Linked DNA regions of Zea mays: region 2 is linked to region 1. Evidence: chromatin contacts called from public Hi-C data. All regions are on one chromosome and are shown on one strand. The core of a region is the stretch at or near the end of the contact, and the rest is flanking DNA. Distances in the headings are between cores, read along the strand shown.

What was found. Hi-C and Micro-C count contacts between places; a contact is called where the count stands out from the background.
Region 2: a contact with region 1 is called in a Hi-C map of endosperm, with 2.4 times the contacts expected there. The contact joins the promoter of LOC100276684 here to the promoter of LOC100284257 in region 1. A contact is called at or near these places in 4 of 25 Hi-C or Micro-C datasets (ear, endosperm, leaf and 1 more).

What each region holds. Positions count from the first base shown.
Region 1 is chr3:12,007,400-12,012,010 of Zm-B73-REFERENCE-NAM-5.0, forward strand. LOC100284257 reads left to right here and starts at 2,553. Exons shown (of 5, transcript NM_001147847.1): 1 at 2,553-2,909; 2 at 3,013-3,061. The coding sequence starts at 2,745.
Region 2 is chr3:12,249,317-12,253,927 of Zm-B73-REFERENCE-NAM-5.0, forward strand. LOC100276684 (Dol-P-Man:Man(5)GlcNAc(2)-PP-Dol alpha-13-mannosyltransferase) reads left to right here and starts at 2,336. Exons shown (of 13, transcript NM_001150411.2): 1 at 2,336-2,523; 2 at 2,614-2,648; 3 at 2,773-2,910; 4 at 3,027-3,095; 5 at 4,252-4,409; 6 at 4,530-4,596. The coding sequence starts at 2,361. LOC103649694 (phosphoenolpyruvate/phosphate translocator 3, chloroplastic) reads right to left here and starts at 2,071. Exons shown (of 9, transcript XM_008675425.4): 1 at 787-2,071; 2 at 554-682; 3 at 287-439; 4 at 55-140. The coding sequence starts at 1,188.

The DNA.
Region 1 (4,611 bases), core at 1,303-3,802:
AATTTTAGATGACGTTGGAGTAGCATATACAAGAGAAACTCATTCTCTTATGAAATGTATAGAAGTTACATTTATTGGAGCAAAGAATCTTTGATACTCATCAAAATTTGCAGTGGAAGCGATTGTCTTTGCTTGAGGATTCCTTTCTAATTTGAGACTACACACATAATAGACTTGAAAATGAAGTTAGTCTCAAAAATGCAAGGGCAGTAGGGGAGTTGCATGTAAGGAGGTTCTCGGGTTGATTTTGCTGCGATGGCGGTCAGACGAGGGATTCTTGCAAGTGCTCTTCCCATAAACTGTAGCAGGTTTTCGAAAGCTAGTGGAACTTTGTAAAGGCCTCGTAGTGGATCCCTAGCCATTCACCTCGTTAGTGTCTAAGGGTCTAGCTAACCCTGGTGACATGGGAAACACGACTTGTGGGTAAAGGGTACAACCTCTGCAGAGTGTAAAACTGGTATACTAGCCGAGCTCACGGTCATGAGCAGCTCAGGACTCTCTGATGATTAATCTATAGAACTTAAATTCAATTTATCATTTGCATTGCATGAGATTTGTTATTAATTTTGTTCTATTATTTTATTATGGTTTGATATTCACTTACACTTAGTAACTGCTAATAAAATTTTGACCAACTTATAAAAGCAATGCTCAGCTTTAACCTCTATTGTTGATCAGCCTTACACTTCATGAACTCCCACCTTTGGTGAGTTCATGTCACATTATTCCCCACAACTTGTTGAGCGATGAACATATGTGAGCTCACCCTTGCTGTCTCACACCCCCACAGGTCAAGAACAGGTACCACTAGATGAGGCGCATGGTGGATGTTGCACTGTGTTCGTGAGAGATCTAGGTCGTCGTCTCCCAGTTGACTCTCTGGCGCCAAGGATGGATTTTAGTGATCCATATCTATCATTTATTTTGTAAGTCTTCCGCTATGTAATAAGTACTCTGATTATATTGTGACATTTATCTCTATACACTCTGTTATTATATATGTTGTCTTCTTTGGCGCATGTATGAGATGCACCCGACTTTGTCCCTTAAAACCGGGTGTGACAAAGAATTAGCTTAAATAAATCAAACACAAGAGCAGAAACACAAAAGCTAATTCGTGAGGTGTTATCATTAGAACGATGACAACTTTGTGAAGCAACTGTTCCTTTTGGTACACAGAGAGAGCGATCTGGACGGCATAGATGGACACAGAGGGGTCATCAGACTTTTTAGCATTGACAAATTTGGTCCGGGATGTGTAAGATATACCTCATGAGCATATTGTCGAATAAACTCTGTGCAGTTCCTAAGTCGACATCAACTGCTGCATCGGAGGTGAGGATGACATGATGGCAGCCAATCAAGGTTGCAAAGACTGGCAAAAGGAAAGGAGACTCATCCCCACGCCCCCAACATTCAAGCATTCTAGATCTACACAGGGTATAATGAACTGATCTAGATCTGCACCTAGTGGATATGGACAAAGGACAGAGAGAGCTGTTCACACCCACGAGAGAGAATAAAAGCGGTCGCGTCAGATCCTACCATGCTTCTAGCCTGCGTTCGTCACTGTCCAAGAAGCAGCAAGAATAGAAAAAAGAAATCCTAGCAAGAAGAAGGTGCGGAAGAGGAGCTAGATTTACCCGACAAAATCACTGGGGGAGGGGTGTGCGGCGACTGGCGAAGTGGTGGCGGCGTGTCCGTGTAGGGATGGCAACGGGTACATACCCGTCGGGTAGTGTCGTTCCATACCTATACCTATCAAAAAAATTTCTACCCGTCAGGTTACCCATATATGCTCGTGGGTATAAAATCCTACCCATACCCGTACCCGTGCGGGTAATTTTACCCGTCGGATAACCCGTACCCGCTAGGAAAGTCTTAAATTCTAATATATCAATCACTCAAAACATTAAATAAACATAAAAAACAAGTCAAACTTTACATATAACAAATCATATGATTACATAACTTGGTAGCTAGACAAATGATAGCTAGAGAAGATTTTTATTTTAGCTAAGATGGACTATATTAGATGATTATAGTGGTATTGTTGCAGGTATATTCTATCCATGAGTAGATAGGTATGGGTAGTACCAACTCGTACCCGTACCCGTTTATCCAACGGGTGGAGGATCTTGCCCATTAACATACCTACGGATAGAGAAATCATCTTATACCCGCCTTTATATCGAGTAAAACCTGTCGGGTAGTCGGGCTTCAGGTATCCATTGCCATCTCTACGGCCGTGATAGAGGAGGCGAGAGGAAGAGACGATTCGGGGATAGCCGCCCGACGTCTAAAGGTCGGACGAGTTTCCACGCGTAAGTTGCGCTCAGAATGGGCCAGTATACCTTCGAGGCCGGTTTCCAAACAGGATGGAGTGATGGTCGGTGAAAATTTAGCGTATGGATTAGCGACACAGGGAAAACACCGGGTTCCGGGCGGGAAAAGCGGCTGCCAAATCAGCCCTGAGTGGGCCCGCTTCCATTTGGGCTGCTTGAATCGTCGGCTAAGGAGGTTGGGCCGAGACATCCCATCGCCGGTTCCGTCAAGCCCACGCATCATCACTCGCGCGCGGGGCCGTCCGACCGGGCTCTCCTCCCTCGTTTTACCCGCACCCGCCGCAACGCCGAGAAGACGCGAGAGGGAGGGAGGAGGTGAGCCACCGGAAGCGGAGACGTGAGCAGTCGACCAACCCCGTCGATCCGGCTGCGGCCCGGCGTGCTAGATCGCTACCGATCATGGTGGTGGAGGAGATCGCCGAGGGGGTGAAGAACCTCACCGTTACCGGAGACGCGGCGGCTTCAGGCGGAGAGGGGCAGAGGAGGGGCGGCGGCGGCAGCAGCAACCGCATCCAGGTGTCCAACACCAAGAAACCCCTCTTCTTCTACGTCAACCTCGCCAAGGTACGGCTGCCCCTCTCTCCCTACGCGCCGCATCTTTCCGTGATACTCCTGCCCACCCGCCGCTTCCGGATTCTGGCTGATTTGGTTGCTTCGGTCCGTGCAGAGGTATATGCAACAGCACGAAGATGTAGAGCTATCCGCTCTTGGAATGGGTGCGTCCCTCCTTCGTCCTTCTTTCTAACTTATTTTTGCACTATATTTATTACTGGTGAAGTTAATTTAGGCATTGTCGCTTGACATTGATGCCTCTATCCGCGAATTTGGTCTATGTTATTAAGTACGCCGATAAATATGATGTACAAGACGCAGAATGCGTCGGCGCGGCGTGTCTTCTTTTCTGTATGTTTCTCAATGCTGGATCTGTGTTGGTTATTATTGCTAAAACCTTAGCTTTTATGTCAGTTAGGGTCCCTTTGCTAGGGCTTACAAAAGGCTCTGGCTTTGGCTTCTGAAGAAATCATACCAAACGGGGTAAAAAGAAAACCGGTTTCTCACTGAAACCACCAAGGAGCCGGAGCCCAAAATATTAACTTGCACCAGCTCCTCTAAAAAATGCTCTACGAAACCCTTTTGTCAAATATCTTTCTACAAAGTGTTCTGGCTCTACCAGAGAAGTGTAAGTACCGTGTGATTGTGGCTAGGGTTCCTGAGAAATTACTGGTGAAGGGGGGGGGGGATTAGGTGAAGGATTATGGGCCTCGTTATTGGGCCTTTAGTCATTTGTACTAGTATAAATACTACCTTTTGTACTGAGACAATCATCAAATAATCAGAAATACCAGATCCACACATTTCTTACCTGTTCCAACTCACCTGGGAACTGACGCTCGCAAGAACTCACCGGAGTTCTTCTGTCAATCTGCTCACGACGAGGAAGGCGAGCGTCCTCCGTCCAGGGGCTGTGACAAGAAGCTACTCCAGGAGAGGAGCTAAATCTGATGCCATTTTAGGACCTGGAGCCCTAGCAAACTTTCCCTTAGTGTTCCTAGGCGGCATTTGCCTTGTGACACGCAGAGCACAGCTTAGAATTTGGTCTAGCAAATTGCCAGATTTATTGTCCGAGGAAAAACTTACCAAGTTTGAGTCAAGTGCTATGCAATGCATTGTTTTTTTTTGACGAAGGGGCATAGCCCCCTATTTCATTAGGAAATAGGTAAAGAGTCATTACAGACCACCATGATGGAGAGCAACCCATCACCAAAAGTAGTAACTAGTGGAACTAACCTCTACAATCTAACAAGGATATGCAAAGATCAGACTCCACTAGCACCCAACCAGAAAGCTCCACAGTTTTTAAGCCAAGCTTATTTACAAAGGCCACAGGCCAAAGGCAGTAACCCAGCTAAAACCAACCTAGATGCAACTAACCCACCAACATAACATCCAAAAGAACTTGAGCTACGATGACCACCAGAAGGAGCATGAAGTGCCAAAAGGAGTCTTCAAACAGTAATGCGACGGTCCCTCGGACACCATCCAAAGGCCCTGCTCATCGCCTCACTTGCTATCCTTCTGATAAGTTGACTTCCTTGTACCACCATCTTTTTTTTCCTTCTCTTTCTGTCGAATAACCCAAGAATCCAACCAAAAGCAACAGAGAAATATTATGTTAGCCGGGTCAAGAATAATCTTTTCACCAAAAAAACAATCATTTCTGGTTCTCCAAATAGCCCAAAACAAAGCACCACAACCAAAGATCAAT
Region 2 (4,611 bases), core at 1,086-3,585, 240 kb after region 1:
ATCCAAAGATTCTCCAATAGGCAAATAGGTAGCGCCGTAGCGGGCATCACTGACCAGTTGAAAGAAACTTCGGTGAATGACGCCAAGGCGACGCCGCCAACGATCGGCACGAGCGAGCCCAGCACCGGAAGGGAAGGAACCTGCATACCAAGCATGGAATGGAAACTGATCATAGGCTCCACCTTTTTCTTTTCTGGTTTCTTCTCGATTCCATTCACGGCGGAATCGGCGAGAGTGCTTTTTCAGGAGGGTGCGAGTGCGACGACGGAGCGAGAGGGTGGCGAACCTCGCCGAGGAAGAGGGCGGAGAGGACGACGGTGAAGAAGGGCTCGGAGGCCTTGATGGTGTGCGTGAAGGAGACGGCGACCTTGCCCAGGCTCATGTTGGTGAACACCGTGCCCAGCATGTGCCCCACGGCCAGCGGCGCGATCTTGCCCAGCTGCAGCCGCAAAGTTAAGTTGCCGCCGGCAGGTTACGAACCAGCAAACCAAGCGGGGGGAAGCGAGAGAGAGAGGAAAAATTGCAGCTTCCCCTCGCAGGAGAATGGCCTCACCTGCGCAGCGGAGAGCCTGGGCGCCGGGTGGAGCCTGGTGGCCCACATGAGGAAGATGAGCAGGGAGCCGAACGCGAGCTGGAAGGCTGTGATGGTGTACGGCAGCGGCAACGGCAGCGCGCCGAGAACCTGCAACGGGGGACGACGGTTGGTGTTGATCATCAGGGGGGGAGAAGAGTGGAGGGGATCTGAGGATCTCTTGAGATGCTGCGGTGAACGGCCGCCGGCCAGACCTGCTTGTTGTAGATGTTGAAGTAGATGTTGAGCAGGTACCACGCGACGATCATGGCGCCCAGCTGCGCCGTGGCCGCAATGCCACCGCCGTCTGTCGTCACCGCGGCGGCACTCGCGTCGTCCGCCGGCACCGATGCCGCCGCCGCCGCGGCCTTGGCGACCTCCCCATTCTTTCCGCTGCCGGACAGCAGCGGCAGAGGCCTGAGCCGCCCGCCCCCGCGGGCGCGGAGGAGCGGGGCGGCGGTGGCGCCGCGGGGCCCGAAGTGGTTGTAGTAGTAGTCGGAGGAGGAGGCGCCCACGCCGACGTGGCGCGAGGCGAGGACGGCCGCGCGGCCGCGCGTGGCCCGAGCCCAAGAGGCTCCGGAGACAGAGGTCCCCCCCGCCGCCGCGCCCTGCATCATCTTGCGCGGTCTTCCCGCGGAACGGTCGCCGGCCACGCTTAAAATACTCGTGGTCGTGGCCTCGTGGCGCTACGGAAAGGTGGCGCCGGGCGTGAATCTTCCCGGGATCCCGTACTCGTTCGTGCCTGTGGCTCTGGGATTATACCAATACGAGCACGTCGAGTAGTGAGCCAGTGAGACGACGCGAGGCAGGTTGGCAGGGCCCGCAGTGCACAAGCACAATTGGACTTGTTGCGTGGCGGCTTTTCTTTCTTCGTCCGACCTTGGCAGTTGGTCGTGTACTCGTGTCCATGTCGTCGGCAGCTTGACCCTGTTGGATCGGGCACATGTTCCTTTTTTCCTCCGATCCAGAAAGTAGCGTCACCGGTGAGGTGAGCTCAGGAATACATACACGCTTGACGCGGGGGCGGGGACGAGGGAGATAAACGGTCGAAGATCAGGCACATCATAGTGCTCGAGAATTCAATTCGCAAGATGGGGAATAAGGCCAGGGGACATCATATTCATTTCTCTGAAAGAAAAAAGGACTAACGGGAGAAGAGAAGGACGCATCCCACCAGGCGTGCGGCATGCCCTCTCGTGTGCTCGGAGCGTCAGGTCAGCCCGCCTCGTCGGCCATGCTGTGATCTGAAATGAGTCCGGCGGCGCTTTCGTCGCGATAGTGGATCTTTGCTTTCCGCGAACGGGGCCGGCGATAAAGAGGACGAAGCCCCGGTGAGCCATGGGATGGGAATATAAAGAATTCGTTGGTGGTTGGCTGCCAATTCAAGGCGAGAGCGGCGGGGCGCGGGTGGAATCGACCGAAACGCTGTCGTGGCCGTGCAGTGGAGGATGACGCGCGCTCGACGGAGACGGCGACCGCCCGCCGAGTGAGACGACGACGACGACGAAAGTCCGATCGCAGGCCTCGTAGCCCAAAGTCCTTTGCTGGTACAAGTGAGCCGCGATTGCTCTCACGCTTCGGGTAGGGTAGGCCCATTATTCAGACTGGGGGCCGTGTTGGTAAAGGCCCACCTCCCATCTCGGCCCGCCTAACTCACCGGGGCGCACACTTCGGCAGTTGAGAGAACAAACGAACTGGTGGGTGGGTTGGGGGGTCGTCGCCGCCGGCCGGTGGAGTTGCTCGCTCCTGCCTCTTGGATCTGCCGCCCGGTGGTGGCTCGCCGCCAAGGATGGCGCGGGCGGAGAAGATACGCTCCGGTAGCACGGCGTTGGCGACGGCTTCGACGGAGACGCCAGGCAGGTCGACGGACCACCGGAGGGCGCTCTACTTCGCCGCCTTCCTGGTGCTGGCCGACGCCGCGCTCGTCGCCCTCATCGTCGCCTTCGTCCCGTGTCTGTAGCTCCGAGCGCGAAGCCTCATTGCTCAGCTCTCCTTGTCTCTGCGTCGCCGCTAAGCGGGTCTGTTGTTGCTTCTGATTGCAGATACCAAGATCGACTGGGACGCCTACATGTCCCAGGTGCTAGCGCAATTGGGGAGCCTTTTTTTTTATCGTTTCCCCGCTGTTTTGGTTCAAGAGTTTCGAATTTGGGATGGTGGTGTGATCTTGGTTGGCGGCTGCTGGTGTGTGCTTCCTGCGCTAGGTGGACGCTTTTCTGGAGGGGGAGAGGGACTACACCAAGATCGAGGGAGACACAGGGCCATTGGTCTACCCGGCCGGATTCCTCTACGTCTACTCCGCCGTTAAGTTCCTTACGGGAGGCCGCGTCTTCCCTGCTCAGGTCACGGCTCAGCCAAATCTGTTTATCAGCACGAACTCGTTTCTTCTGTTGCTTCCTCCCACCTCATCATGGTCAGATGTCTGGCAGTGTTTTAAGACTGATGAGTTTGTCTGCAGATTTTGTTTGGCGTCTTGTACATTGTCAACTTGAGCCTCACTCTTCTGCTTTACGTCAAGACTGAAGTGGTATATAGTTGTGCAATTGATCACTCTTTTCTAACCTCTGGTTCTGCTATAGTTCAGGGATTCACATCTAAAACTGTCTTTTCCTTAGAGCAACTCCAACCATGAGCCTTATAGTTAAGCCTTATAATTTAATTTACTACCCGTTTCTATTTGTTTAGGGCCCAAATTCAATTATCGATTCCAATCATAGACCCTAAAATAGCTTACGTTTGCAACTACCTCATGTTCGTGTACGTAGCCCCCTCTATTTCCCTCCCACTCTGAACACCATTCCCGCCCTTTTTTCCGATTGCTTCCAGAAAATTGTTGAGCCCTCGCTAGCGGCTGCGACCGTGGGGACGGCGGCCTTTGATCTATCAAGCACCTAGCATATCAAGAGGAGGGGAGATGTGAGACAACAGACAAGAGCCTAGCAAATCAAGAGAGGAGCTGGGAGACGAACCACGGGGAGGCAGGATGATGGAGAGAAGGCGAGATGGAGAGGGGACGATCGTCTTCTTCATCGGCTCGTCGCCGAGAAACGAATGGGGTGACCTAGCGATGAGATTGGGGCGGGCGTGTGGGTCTGGATCGGTGGCGGCGAGGAAGTTGTCTCCGTGAAATGTCCAGCGGAGGTTGGAAAGACCGCGAACAGTATTGGGCCGCACGTTTTGAGTCCCAAATATGCCACTCTTTAGCTTGAGCCCTAAAACATTTACATGAATTTTATTAAAATGAGGCTCCTGTTGGAGCTCCCCTCTCTTGTTTAAGCCTTATATTTCAATTTGTTTCAGTGTTTAGGGCTCCTGTTGGAGTTGCTCTTAGTCCTTTGTTTAGTTCAGCAAGGATAATTTTGACAAACTGATTGATATTATGTCATGACGACTCATCTAGAAACAAATCATTGTTTAGTTTGACTAAGATATAATATCTGTAGTGTTGGCTATTCTTGTCTAAAACAATCGTTTCTTCACTTCCGCAAGACTGCAAGGATAATTCAGTAATTGGTAGTTTGGTAGGCTGTTATGGCGATTCAAACTTTCTTGAGTTTCTTCAATTAAGCTTGTAAAACATCTGTGTGGCCAAGTTTCGATTACATTCTTTGTTCTTTGTTGTTTTTGTATCCACATACCTATTTTGTTTCTGATTCCTTCCTATCTCTCAATAACAATGACAGCTTCCATGGTGGGCTTTAGGTTTGCTTTGTTTGTCCAAGAGGGTTCACTCCATCTTTGTTCTCCGTCTTTTCAATGACTGCTTCGCCATGACATTGCTCCACGCTGCTATGGTTTTGATCATTTATCGCAAGTGGTACCTTGGTCTAGTAGTTTTCAGGTGACCATGGTAGTATGACAGTAAATGGCATTTATCTGCTTCTTCTTTGTTTTAATGTGGCCAAGCTGAAAGAGGTAGGTGGAAAGTATCTGCTCATATTCATTTTCCTTTTTTTTTCAGTGGAGCTGTCTCAATTAAGATGAATGTCCTTCTTTTTGCTCCTTCTTTGCTTCTACTTATGGTCAAGGTACACATTACAATG